Regions from separate parts of the Zea mays genome. Here regions 2 and 3 are each linked to region 1. The links are chromatin contacts, called in public Hi-C maps. All regions are on one chromosome and are shown on one strand. Each heading gives the region's core, a stretch centred on a gene start, on an enhancer-like site or on the middle of the called end of the contact. The rest is flanking DNA. Distances are from core to core; before and after follow the strand shown.

Evidence for each region. A called contact is a pair of places that touch in the nucleus more often than the background predicts.
Region 2: a contact with region 1 is called in a Hi-C map of leaf, with 3 times the contacts expected there. The contact joins the promoter of LOC107325937 here to the promoter of LOC100217142 in region 1. A contact is called at or near these places in 15 of 25 Hi-C or Micro-C datasets (bundle sheath, ear, endosperm and 5 more) and 2 of 3 datasets of contacts at active chromatin or transcription factors (leaf and seedling).
Region 3: a Hi-C map of leaf shows a contact between it and region 1, with 4 times the contacts expected there. The contact joins the promoter of LOC100501067 here to the promoter of LOC100217142 in region 1. A contact is called at or near these places in 4 of 25 Hi-C or Micro-C datasets (leaf, leaf mesophyll and an unstated tissue) and 1 of 3 datasets of contacts at active chromatin or transcription factors (seedling).

What each region holds. Positions count from the first base shown.
Region 1 is chr3:6,068,111-6,072,063 of Zm-B73-REFERENCE-NAM-5.0, forward strand. It overlaps LOC100217142, which reads right to left and starts at 1,786. Exons shown (of 16, transcript NM_001359646.1): 1 at 1,561-1,786; 2 at 872-1,012; 3 at 628-723; 4 at 464-526; 5 at 126-203. The coding sequence starts at 979.
Region 2 is chr3:6,256,380-6,260,332 of Zm-B73-REFERENCE-NAM-5.0, forward strand. It overlaps LOC107325937 (Dof zinc finger protein DOF1.6), which reads right to left and starts at 1,791. Exons shown (of 1, transcript NM_001320908.1): 1 at 546-1,791. The coding sequence starts at 1,614. The coding sequence ends at 919.
Region 3 is chr3:5,928,391-5,932,343 of Zm-B73-REFERENCE-NAM-5.0, forward strand. It overlaps LOC100501067 (EPIDERMAL PATTERNING FACTOR-like protein 3), which reads left to right and starts at 2,006. Exons shown (of 3, transcript NM_001195898.1): 1 at 2,006-2,204; 2 at 2,296-2,345; 3 at 2,486-2,952. The coding sequence starts at 2,129. The coding sequence ends at 2,707. It overlaps LOC100285744, which reads left to right. Exons shown (of 4, transcript NM_001158635.2): 4 at 1-661. The coding sequence ends at 66.

The sequences.
Region 1 (3,953 bases), core at 536-3,035:
GCTTAGCATCGTAGCTTCATATGGAACAAATGTTCACTTGATCAAATAATAAATGAAAGAAATTGAGGGTCATTCTGCATATCCAAAAAAATAGTAATTCGAACAAGTAACCGAGATAAGCTAACCGAAGCATTGTGATGACCAGTCACCAGCGCGATAAACCCCATGGCAGTAGCTTGATGTTCTGGAAGAGATAAGAAAGTCTACCAAAAGAAATGAAATGTGTCAATCTACAAGGATCATAAGGTGCAACATGGTATTCAAGCTGAACTGAAGCTTAGATACATTTATTTGCTATGAAGATATGGATTAAAACATGAACATCCAAATAAGTACTATCTCTGCAACATGTTATATGATCTTATATGAGCAACAAAAAACACTGTCTTAAGTGTGACAAGCCCATTAAACAGTGGATGCAGAGATGGTGCACTTCGGAAAGAGCTACAAAGTTCAGACTCACCCGATGTGCACTGTAAAGAGACCGCACCATGTCCGACGACTTACCGCCTATCGCTATGCTGATCTGCATAAGCAAATTCACCGGTCAAAGTTCACACAGCCATGACACCTTGACTGATATTTACAAATCATGGAAAAGAACAAAGGGAAACAAACAGTTAGAACCTTTTTCCAATCCTTCCCATGTTGACGGTAGGCTTCATAAAAGCGTGTAAGTTCATCCTTGCTCCATTTGGGATCTAAATCTGAAATTTTCCTCTTCTGCAAAATAAAAAATAGCTTGATGAATGAGAGAACTGAATACTAGAATGTCAATTTAGATGATATGATGTCATAATTACTGGTAGCTATCTACAGACCATCAACCATAATTTTTCATAGAGCTTCCAATAGAAATAAATATGCATACTTTCTGTTTAGCTTTGCTTGAACTAGATGGGTCATCATGCTGCTGTTGATCTTCATATCCTTTTACTATGGTCTTGTTAATTGTTCGAGAACCCTTTGCCGGGCCCATCAAACGGTGCTTGTTCAGAATCGACAAATATTGCTGCAAGCAAAAAAGAATGAAAGAACGTTAAGGCCGAAGTCAAAGAAACACTGGGCGACAAAATATATATAGATAAAACAAGAATGTCATTCACAAGTTCTGAAATTCCCGGCAGCCTTCGAAAAGTTTCGCATGCTTACTTTAGTCCAATCTAAGATGCAGTGAAAAGGATCGAAGTATTTTAAAGATAGTGGACGTGCAGCGTTTTTGTGCCACGGAGGCGCGAAGAGCGGCGGTAAACCCGCTGCTAGAGGGACGAGCGTCGCGGCGGCTTCGGGGTTCGGCAGGAGGAGAAAGGAGGAGAGGAGGAGGAGATCGAAACGGGCACCACCATGCTGGCGCACGGAAAAGGCCTTCGCGGGCAGCTGCGATCCAGGCCAGTGCGGCCTCGCGAGCAGCGAAGAGGCTTCTTCCGTGCCGCCAGCAGCCGCGCTTGACTCGATTCCACAACACCAGCGCAGAAAACCACAAGCAGACCACCGAAACCACATCGACGGAGATCACCCACCCCGCGGAATTCCAGAGCTAAGACTCGCACCGGAGCTCACCTGGTCGGATCTGGCCAAAATCGCGCGCACGAGGGCGCCTCTCGGACGCAAGAGCCGCTCCGGTGGCGCCACCGCGGAGACGCAACCACGCCCGCAGAGGCTTGGGGGCCGGCGGCGGGAAGCTGCTGTTCGGAGGCTGGTTCCCGCGTCGTGGATGGATCGGAGAGGACGGGAGCGGAAGAGATGGGGCGGCGAGTGCGGGCGGGGTGGCCGGTTTGCGTTTCTGCTGCACTACTGCGGCCGCGGCTTGGCGGGCGAGGGATATAAGAGAAAGAAAAGGGAAGAGGAAGACAGGAGGGGACGGGTTGGAGCAGGCTTGCGAAGGTGGGTGGGGCGCTGACAGGTGGGCCACACGCAAGTTCGGGCGTTTGAAAATTAGGGTCGGGGGAAGTAGTAATTCGGGAGAGGGACGCGGCGCAGCTTGGGCCTTGGGCTGTGTGTGGGTCTTGGGCCGCCGGTGGATGGGTCTGTGGCAGTCGAAAAAGCACGTGGCGAAGTCTGGCGATCGCTACCTTTGAACTGTTCGTTTGTGAGCTTTTTTTTAGCAGAAGCAAACGAAACGATAGTCTTCCTTAAATTTTAGGATAAAGTTAGTATCATTAAATTTACTATAGCATAAGTCTCGTAAAAATTTAATTGACACTATCAATGCTAACATATTTTTATGAGGTTTGACAGAATCAAAATTTACTTATGATATAAAAATAAAAAGGGAATATTTTGGCCATTTGGAATAGGGGTACTCTATATTTCTTGCGGCTCTTGTTGTGCATCCGTTCCAAATGACTATATAAAGTTTATCATTTTTAGGAGGAGACGGTGCCCTACCAAACTAGTCCTTGCGTTTTATATGAATAAATATTTTTTTGTGCAAAAACTCATTTGAAGATTATTTCTCACTCGTCATATAGAGAGCGGAACTAACTTTTGAAAGTATCGTTCAAGCTATAGAGAAGTTATTTGAGGATGAAGAAATATAAAAAAAATGTTTGTTTATTTATAATGGTTATTTAAATGAAAAAAATAGAGGGACGAGGTAAGAAAGATGTACTGTCATGGATCACTTAGCAAACTTTTTACATATGTTAATGTTAAAATAGATCTGGACTGGATCGACAAAATTGATGTAGAGTAGAGATAGTAGTGGGTACTCGCCAATCGAAACCTGATAGGGTTTTCTATATTAGGGCATGATTTAGATTAAATTCTTACCCATGAATTTGTTATTGGATTCGTAAAAATCTGATAGATACGTGTTTTTGCACTACCCGTCTTAAAACCTACATAACTTACAAATGTAATTCGTAATGTTATTAATTCAATTTGTTCCACTTGTAATAAAAGTTCAAAGTATATTTTGATCACTTGTTTCTTTTTATCATTATTTGTTGGTATATTGTTTGTCATTTACAAGATCAAGTATTTTCATGCTGATGTTAGTGGGTATGGAAACTTATTAGGTACCTAAAACTTGTATGGGTATGGGTTTAGGCAAAAATTCATACCTATCATGGATATGAATTTTTTAGTGGGCGTGTTTTTCTTTGTGGGGTATAGGTTTAGGCAAGAGATATCCAATGGGTTTCTACCCGGTTGCCATCTTTAATCTAGAGATCCCCAAACCAACATTGATCGGTCATATTTTTCACCGATAAACTTCCAAAACGTCTTCTGGAGGCATCCGTAATTCCGTAGTAGAATCAAATATTGGTCCTCGTTAATTTTTAGGGTAAAGTTAGTTTCATCAAAATAACTACAACATGAGTCTTGTAGGAATTCATTTGATACTATACATGTTAACAAAATTTTATGTGGCTTGACAACGTCAGATTTTGCTTAGGATATAAAAACAAAAAAACATGCTATATTCCGGCAATTTGGAATATACATATCTTCTATATTTCTCGCTACCTGAACCGAAACGATGAGATCTAAAATCTACTGATAAGGTGGACTTGCTGTTACAAAAACCAATGATGGCTTAAAATAACTTTAAGATTTTATCTATAATAGCAAAGTGCTCATGAAAATAGCTCCTTACGAAAATACTTCATGAGCTAATGGTATTTTTACTCGGAAGCTATAACCATAAAATATGGTTTCGTTTGTATCTTTCTCATAGAGTTCATGCACAATACTACAAAGACGTCACTAGAAGATTTTTCTAAGGTCCCGTTTGTTTCCTTTTATTTTTGAGGAATTGAAATCTTACTAATAGAATATGCTATTTTTTTAGAACATGACATTCCACCACTTCCCAAAGTTATCATATAAGTCTATCTCAAATTCATGGGATGAGAGATGAAAATTGATTCTATAGATTTACATGTTGTTTTCCGATGTACAAATTATAGCACGCTCTTATACTTGCTTCGCTATAACATAAATGTAGT
Region 2 (3,953 bases), core at 541-3,040, 190 kb after region 1:
TTAGCATTAAATATTATTGAATATTAATTTGGGCCAAGCCCACATGAATCCAACATATTAAGGTCTTTTTTGGTTATTTCTATCATATGGATTGAATGAGATTGGAAAAATGTTAAATATAACTTATTTAGGATTTAAACCAACTCAGCCCCGTCTAATTCTAATTACTAAGTTCATTACAAAATGGCGTTTGAAACGATAGACAAGCATAAGTAAGCTATGAAGATACTCTAGAAAAACAAAATTCGAGCCAGTCTCCCGATATGTGAATCCCAAAGTGTCAGGATCAGGTTATACCTCCTGTTCAAAAAAACAGAATGTTCTGAACAAACAGGTGCAACACAACAAAAGGAGACGGCTTTACCGGCGCAGGTTCCGGATGCACGTACCGAGTATCATCAGCTAGATTTTGATCTTGTTAGGTTAGAATAAAAACGAATCCAGCATCGACACACCAAGACAAGAAAAGACAAACGGCACCGAAGAAGATCACGCGAAAGGAAAATCACAGAAAACAGCACAGCACCAATCAGCTCAACGTTTTCGACCCCCCAAAAAACAATCTGCTGATGGTATCGGTTGGTCAAGCTCAATTGCTCACGCACTGCAGCACAGGTCCTCATGCAGGCAAGGCAACCGAGCATGCAGAGTTTTTCATGACATCCTCAGCAGATCAGATCACTCTCTCACAGTTCCTTCCTGACTGGAAAAGTTTCATGATGACTAAACAACTTGCCCCCCTCAAAAAGATCACCTGGATGCAGCACTACAGTCTACTGTTAATTCAAACAGCTAAAAGAGAGAAAGAGAAAAAGCTAGATTAGCGATGATGCACCCGCACGCAGCAGTCATTAGCCGGGCACCGGTGACGGACGATGCACCGAGCGCGCCTGGGACACCGGCGGAGGCATGGAGCTCTTAGATGGACAGGTCCGGCCACCCCATGCTCCAGAACAGGCCTTCCGGCAACGCCTGGGACACCGTCGTCGGCTGCTGATGCTGCTGCGGTGGCGGTGGCGGCAGAGCAGGGACAGAGGCGGTCGCGCGAGGCAGGGCCGCCGGCGCGAGTCCGCCCACGAGGAACTCGGCGGAGAAGTGGACGCCGACGTCGGCCCCTGGCGCGATCAGCGACGTGAAGCTGCCGCCGAGGTCCAGCAGCCGGCGGTCCGGGTCCACGGCGGCGAGCGGCGACGCCAGGGCCGGCGCGGCGAAGGACAGCCCACCGTACGGGCGCAGCAGCGAGCCGTGGAGCGCGCTCGGAGGCGGAGGCGCAGGCGGCGCCGCGGTTGCGGGCGCCGGGCCGGCGCGCTTGCGGCGGCCGGCGGGCGTGGCCTTGCGCGTGCCGCCGCCGACGGGGACGTTGCGGAGCGCTCCCCCGCGCGTCCAGTAGCGGCGGCAGGCCCGGCAGAAGTAGCGCGGCTGGGACAGGTTGTAGTTGTTGTAGTAGCAGAACTTGGTGTTGGCGGACTCGCAGCGCGGGCACGGCAGGCCCTCCGGCTCCCGCCCGCCTCCCGTGCCGGTACCGCCGCCGCCGCCGCCGGTGGCCACGGGAGCCGGCAGCGGCCTCCCGTCCGGCACCTGGCCCACCTCCGTGGCAGCGGAAGAGCGAACCATCCCTCCTCTCCTCTCCTCTCCCGGTTGTTGCTAGCCAAGGTCGCTCGTACGTACCAGTTGTTGGTCGATACGGTGGCAAGTGCAACTGTGCAAGGAGTGGGCTGGCGACAGGGATGGACGGACAGGCGAGGCAATTTGTAGGGGAGGCGGGAGGAAGGGTGAGGAAGAAGACAAGAGGCGGAGACGGGTGTGTGTGTGTGTGTGATGGAGCAGCACTGTAGCAGTAGGTAGCGGTCTTGCCGTCTTGCGGGGCCGAGAAGGAACGCTCTCGGCTGTCGGCTCTCGCTCGCAGGAAGAGAGGCAGAGGAGGGGGCAACCCCGCACCCTGACCCTGGTGGCATGGCAGGTGGCAGTCTGGCAGGGGAGGGAGGGTTTGAACAGGGGTTTGATACTTCTATTCCGGGGAAACGGACAAGGCGGCGGCAGGGGCAAAGGCCGCAGCTTTGTCTCCTCACGGGGGTTGCTCCTCGCCGTTGCTGCCGGTGGCCACCACTGGCACTGTGCCCCTGTGGCAGCCAGAGCCAGTGCGTGGCGTGGTGGATCAGTGCAGTAGCGCGAGAGGTGCGGTGTTGCGCATTTCCGCTGGCCGCTCCGCCGCTTCGATGCGTTCGTTGTCTTCTTGTCTCTTGTGAATACTCGTCCACCTCCTCGCCGGTCAAAGAGAGAGGAGCAGTGCGGTGTGGGTGTGGCATCTGCAGAGCGATTCGCGGTTGCTGCGGGTGGGGGCTCTGGGCCTCTGGCCTGCAACTGCAGGAGCAGGACGGCGACGCACGGCCTGGCCGCTAGCTGTTCAGGCCAGGCTTCATCAGATCAGAGAGGACGACCACCGGACTGCTGTTTGTTTGTGTTTGATTCCCTGTCCCTTCTCCGGTTCTCCCTCTCTCTCTCTGTCTGTCACTCAGCAAACGGCCAGCAGGCATCTTGCATGCGTGCTCCTCCTAGCTCACATGAGAATAGGACAAAAATAAGATTAGGGTTCTTTGGCTGCTCAAGTTCGCAGCCGATGTGATCTTGATATGCAGGGAGTAGTACACATCTGTTTCGCAACGGGGAGTTGCTGTTCCTGTTCTGCGGCAGAACTTGTGCCTATTTCTTCTCGACTGGACTGGACATCCTAGAACAGAATGGTCATGGGCCGGGAGAGTTGCGTGCAATGCCACACCAAGTCCAAGTGCCTGTTTTCTTGAACGGAGCGACGACGGCGAACCTTACCTGATCATCAGTGGCAGGCAGCCCATCTCCTCTCGCAAGTGTTGTGACTTTGTGAGAGCGAACCCTGCCTAGCCTTGCATGAGCTACAGCAGCTACGACAGCTCCCCTAGCCTATCCCATCCTACTCCTACCGCGCAGGTCCAGTCGTCGACCAGACCGTTCGTTGCATCGGGTCGGGGCTCCGGCCATTTGCTTCGTCAGGCACAGGCAGCGGCGTGGACGAACGACACGCGCTGCCGTCCTTGCTTTTGCTGCTCCTTGGTCGAGTGGTCGTGGCAGATAAGCGGATGCCCGATCACCTCAGAGCCGGTAGGGATGGGTTGCCGGTCCGTCCGCATCACGCCCGTCATGTCGCCGCTCCATCCACGGCCACGGGTCTTGAGATGGGAATGGGCCGACCCGGCGTCTGGCCTCGTACCCGGCTCCATGGGTCCGTTTGGTTGTGGACAAAAATGTCTGACCAAAACTAGCTAGTTGGTCAAACTTAGGCTAAACCAAAATTGGACTCAAGTTTAAACGTTTAGTTTGTGGTAAAAATTCAATATGGCCAAACTAAACTTTGGCAGCCGATTTGCCTACCTTGACTTTGGCCAAAAATTGGCGTGAGTTTGTATTGGCGTGGCTAAAATTTTATTGGCAAGACCAAAATTCGGTCATCAACCAAAGGCAGTTCAAAAAATTGGCGTAATTTTGTCTAAACAACATTTTTCTTTCATCGTCTATGATATCTATAACTATTATTAGCACTTCTAAAAAACTAAGCTAAAGGTTAAAAATTATCATAGTAATACATTGAGATTATTAGCGATAAAACAAATTAATTACAATTACAAGTTAACGATTATTTTAGTTTTGCCAAATTTTGGTTAAAAATATGGTGCTCCTCAATTTACTTCTGAACCATAGATGCACTTAAAAGTTATGATCAATCATAATTATCATATTTTATCTCTACTCTTTAAAGCACGGTTCTCAACCCTTGTGCGTCGCACACATATATGATTATTCCCCTCTATCGCTATAAATCACTCACGTTCTTATTGGCGTTCTTAGGGTGTGTTTGGTTAAGGAGCGAGGGGATTAGAGCGGCTCCATTTCTGTTTTCTAGATGTTTGGTTTCTAACGGA
Region 3 (3,953 bases), core at 756-3,255, 140 kb before region 1:
GCGCGGTCACCTTCCTCCTCGTCGACGACGACGACGTCGATCGGGGCCGTCCGGCCTCGGAGGTGAAAGGGAAAACATGCATGGGTTCTGTTTCCGTCCCGCCATTTTGGTAGCCGATGCGGTGGCCACATAGAGACCGTAATCATGCTCACTTTTGCTGGCGTATAGCATTAATGCAGAACACGTATACTAACTAACTATATAATATACGAGTAGGTGTAGATCGGTACTGGAGGTTGTAATGGCAGTAGCGAAACATAGTGCATTCTGGCGGGCGTGTGTGTCGAGCAGGTAGCTGGCTGCTCTTGATTGTAATGGCGTTTTGAGCAGCTAACTAGGATCCCTCTTCACTTCACTCGAAAAGGGTCTGGCATGGCTTGTGGAATTGTGGTGTGCTGGATAGTGTCAGGTTCAGTGTCGCAAACCCTGAAGAAATGCAAACATGTAGTGCTGCACTATCTACCAAGAGCCAAGGGGAAGTGTTTGTCAGCCGTTGGTGTATGAATGGATGGCACACCTTAATTTCACTTTTCTACTACGCTAATAGCTAATGACTGAGACTGTAATTTTGACACCTGTAATTACTACCGGAAGTAGCGATTCGGTGCGCCGGATTATAGGAAGAAAAAAGAAGAAGGAAAATTCACATCCTTAAACTTGCACTGCTGTGTCATCCTGGTCATAAACAGTGAAAGTGCGCTAGAGCATCTTCAATAAGAACCTTAAACGAGGTTCTATCTTGAAATATAGGGCTGATTAAAAATAGCTTCCAGCGGAAGACCTATTTTATCAAATTTCATCAAATTGGTGTAGGACTCAATGATTCAGGTCCTAAATATGGTATTAGGCTATTTGGGTCCAATATTTGCCACACTGCCTATCTTCAATGAAACTTCACATCTGCCTATGGTGAAACACTGTGTTCACATCACCTGCCGCCGCCAGTAGCTTCATATACGTGACGGCGTGCCAGCACGTGTTCTACATAGTCACAACGTGCCGATAGTACACCTCGTCCGCAGTACACGTACGAGTTGCTCACCGTGTGCACGGACGTACTCTCTAGAAGAGACTCTGTACGCACGCACACAGTTGAAGAGAAACGAGAGAGTAGTCCATGTCATCGTCAGCTCAATCAAATCAGCAACCTTCATCGTTCGAGCACGATTGCAATTGAACTCCAGTTCTTACCCTTCGACGGAGACGAATCCTACGACGGTGAGTTAGTAGATGCTGATGGGCTGTTATCTGCAATCACAGTGGTGTTCATCAGGCTTCGCTTTTAGGCTTTTAGCCTGCCTCCGCCACTGGCGTAGAGCACGATGATGATCAAGCTGGCGGTGTACACGTCGGTGCCGAGGCCAAGCTTGATCACGGCCGTGTGCGCACCGCAGCCCTCGCCAAGCCGCGCCGCCGCGCGGCAACCCTTGACGACGATGGGGGAAGGGGACACGGTCGAGGCTAGCGGGCGGCGGCGAGCATGGTGTGGTACGCAGGACGCAGCGAGTGCGTCGAGTGAGAGGACCGTGTTGTGGAAGAGGATGAGGGTCTTGGGACGGGAACAGTGCGTTGGCATTAGCCATTGCAGCTCCTGATGAGCTCACGAAAGGTTGGCCCGTGCCGTTGATGCGATCGAGACGAGAGCACTCCATGCAACTTTTACGCTGCAGCCTGGTAAAGGCCTGCGCCATTTCCTAAATCCGCTCCCGCCCTACCGCCTAGCCTGTTGATGCTACTGCCAGTGCCACTACCACAGCGCTGCCTGTGAGGCCGTGAGTGCCAGTTCAAGTTGCCCTGCTGCTGCGTCGCGCGGAGACAGCAACGACGTGGTCACGCGGCTGCATTCGCGTCGCTGCAACTGCAACCTGACCCGACGACGACTGCGTGCCGAGCGAGCATGGCACGCATCTGCTTGGCACCTTCGCCACAGCCCACAGGAGAGAACCTTGTCCAGTCGTCCAGGTACAAAGATGGAGAGAGTGAGCCCAGGAAACTCTCTGCCTCTGGCCTCTCTGCTCGCTCAGCTCTGGCCAGCGGAGGAGAAGAAGAGAGTCCCCGTGACGACCGTGAGTGACCGACCTCTGCCGTGGGGCGCTGGCAGCCATTTGCTTGCTGCCGTCGTTGCGCGATGAGCGCGGGTGCAGCCCGGTCCGTGCTCGTCGTCGTCTTCTTCGCCCTGCCTCTTCTCGTCTCCATGACCCACGGTGAGCTGAGGCGCCCTCCGTTTCGCCTTAAACGCTTCCCTTGTGTCTCTGCACCTGATGAAAGAAGCAGTGTTGCCAACCTGCTATGCAGGCGGCCACCAGCAGCCGGCGCATGTCGGAGCGGACCCGCGCTCACCACCGGTAAGGCGGTAACGACGACGACTCCCTCTCGCCCTCGCGCTTCTCTGCTGCTGATGCAGTAGTACGCACCTGTGCGTGCGCTGGGAACAAGAACAACGACACGCGCTGATGATGCTGGCGACCGTGTGTGTTTCTGACAGATCGATGGCGGCGAGCACGCAGAGCAGCGGCAGCAGCTTAGCAGGCTGGGCTCCAGGCCGCCGTGCTGCGACCGCAAGTGCGGCGCGTGCGCGCCGTGCAAGGCCGTGCAGGTGCGCGCCGGCGCCGGCGCCGCGGCGGAGCGCCGCCTCCGCCCGCGCTGCGCCAACTACGAGCCCGTCGGGTGGAAGTGCAGGTGCGGCGCCGCCGTCTTCGACCCTTGACGTGGCTAGCTAACTGCCCGCTACGTACGGCTGCCAGCTCCAGCTTCGACCAGTCCGTGGCCCTGCTGAATTGTAATCGTCGCATGCACACGCTGGTGACGCTGCTGCCTGCTGGATGGTAGCGAGCATGTGGGCTTGTTTGCGTCTGCATTAGACTTGTGCTACGCCACACTTGTGTACGTAGACGTAGCCTGCATACTACTCCCACCGCATGTCTATCTGCAACACGATTGTGGGTTTGTGACAATGAATTTTGCTTAGATTTTAAGAGACGGTGTTGTTGGTTAGCCAGTCATATGCTTCAGCTTCTACACTGGCGAAGCAGTTTTCACGATTCCCCGGCGTTGTTTTGTTGTTCGATACTGTGTTAGCTTTGCCGCTGACGATCTTTGTGCAGCTGAGAACCCCCATCAGAACTCAGAACAGCAGATGTGGTGGCATTCTTACTGTTGCTCCTTTCATGTAAACCGGAGCACCGTGAATATCCCACCGACCGTGTCCACTGATTCCGATTCTATTCTTTTTATGTTTTATGTATCCATTCCAACATCTTTGCAGGCATTCCAGTGCAAAGCAAAACAGCTATTGTTTGTAAAAAAAAAAGACCTTTTCCTATAACGGCATCTTGGAGGGAATCCACGAAACAACACTAATTCATTCGAGAGTCAAGACTGTATTCAGAAAATAGCACGCGTTTTCAAACAAATCAAAGAACAACACCAGTTTCACCAAAATGAATTCAGAAAACATCACTATATCAATATTTTTCATTCTTTTTATTTCTTGCCTCACAAGTTTACTTAGACCAAATTGGCTCTATCATTTCTGAACATATGCTATTTTCTGAACGCCGCAGTCTCAAACCAGTGCTATTTTATAGATTTTCCTCAGCAGCTTGCCCTTCGACGCCAGCAGCAGAACTCTTGTGAAGTAGCACGAGGTGACAATTTGAAATTTTCAAGTCCTAGGCCCTGAATTCTCGTTCATTTGCCGCGTTTTTTCTCGCTGCAGGTCGCAGCACCAATAAGGACACTCCACACGGTCGATCCCAGGTTCGGATCTCCATACAGATCCTCTGGTGAATGTGGATGTGGCGTGCTACGAAGATGCCAAGAACATGTTCATATATTCCCGCCCTTTTTAGCCTTTTCTTGCTTGCCGTTGCCGCCGTCCCTTCTGAACCGACTCCTGCTTTTTTTTTCCCTCCCTCTTTCCGAAAGCACCAGCCAATAGTCAAGCTCTTTGT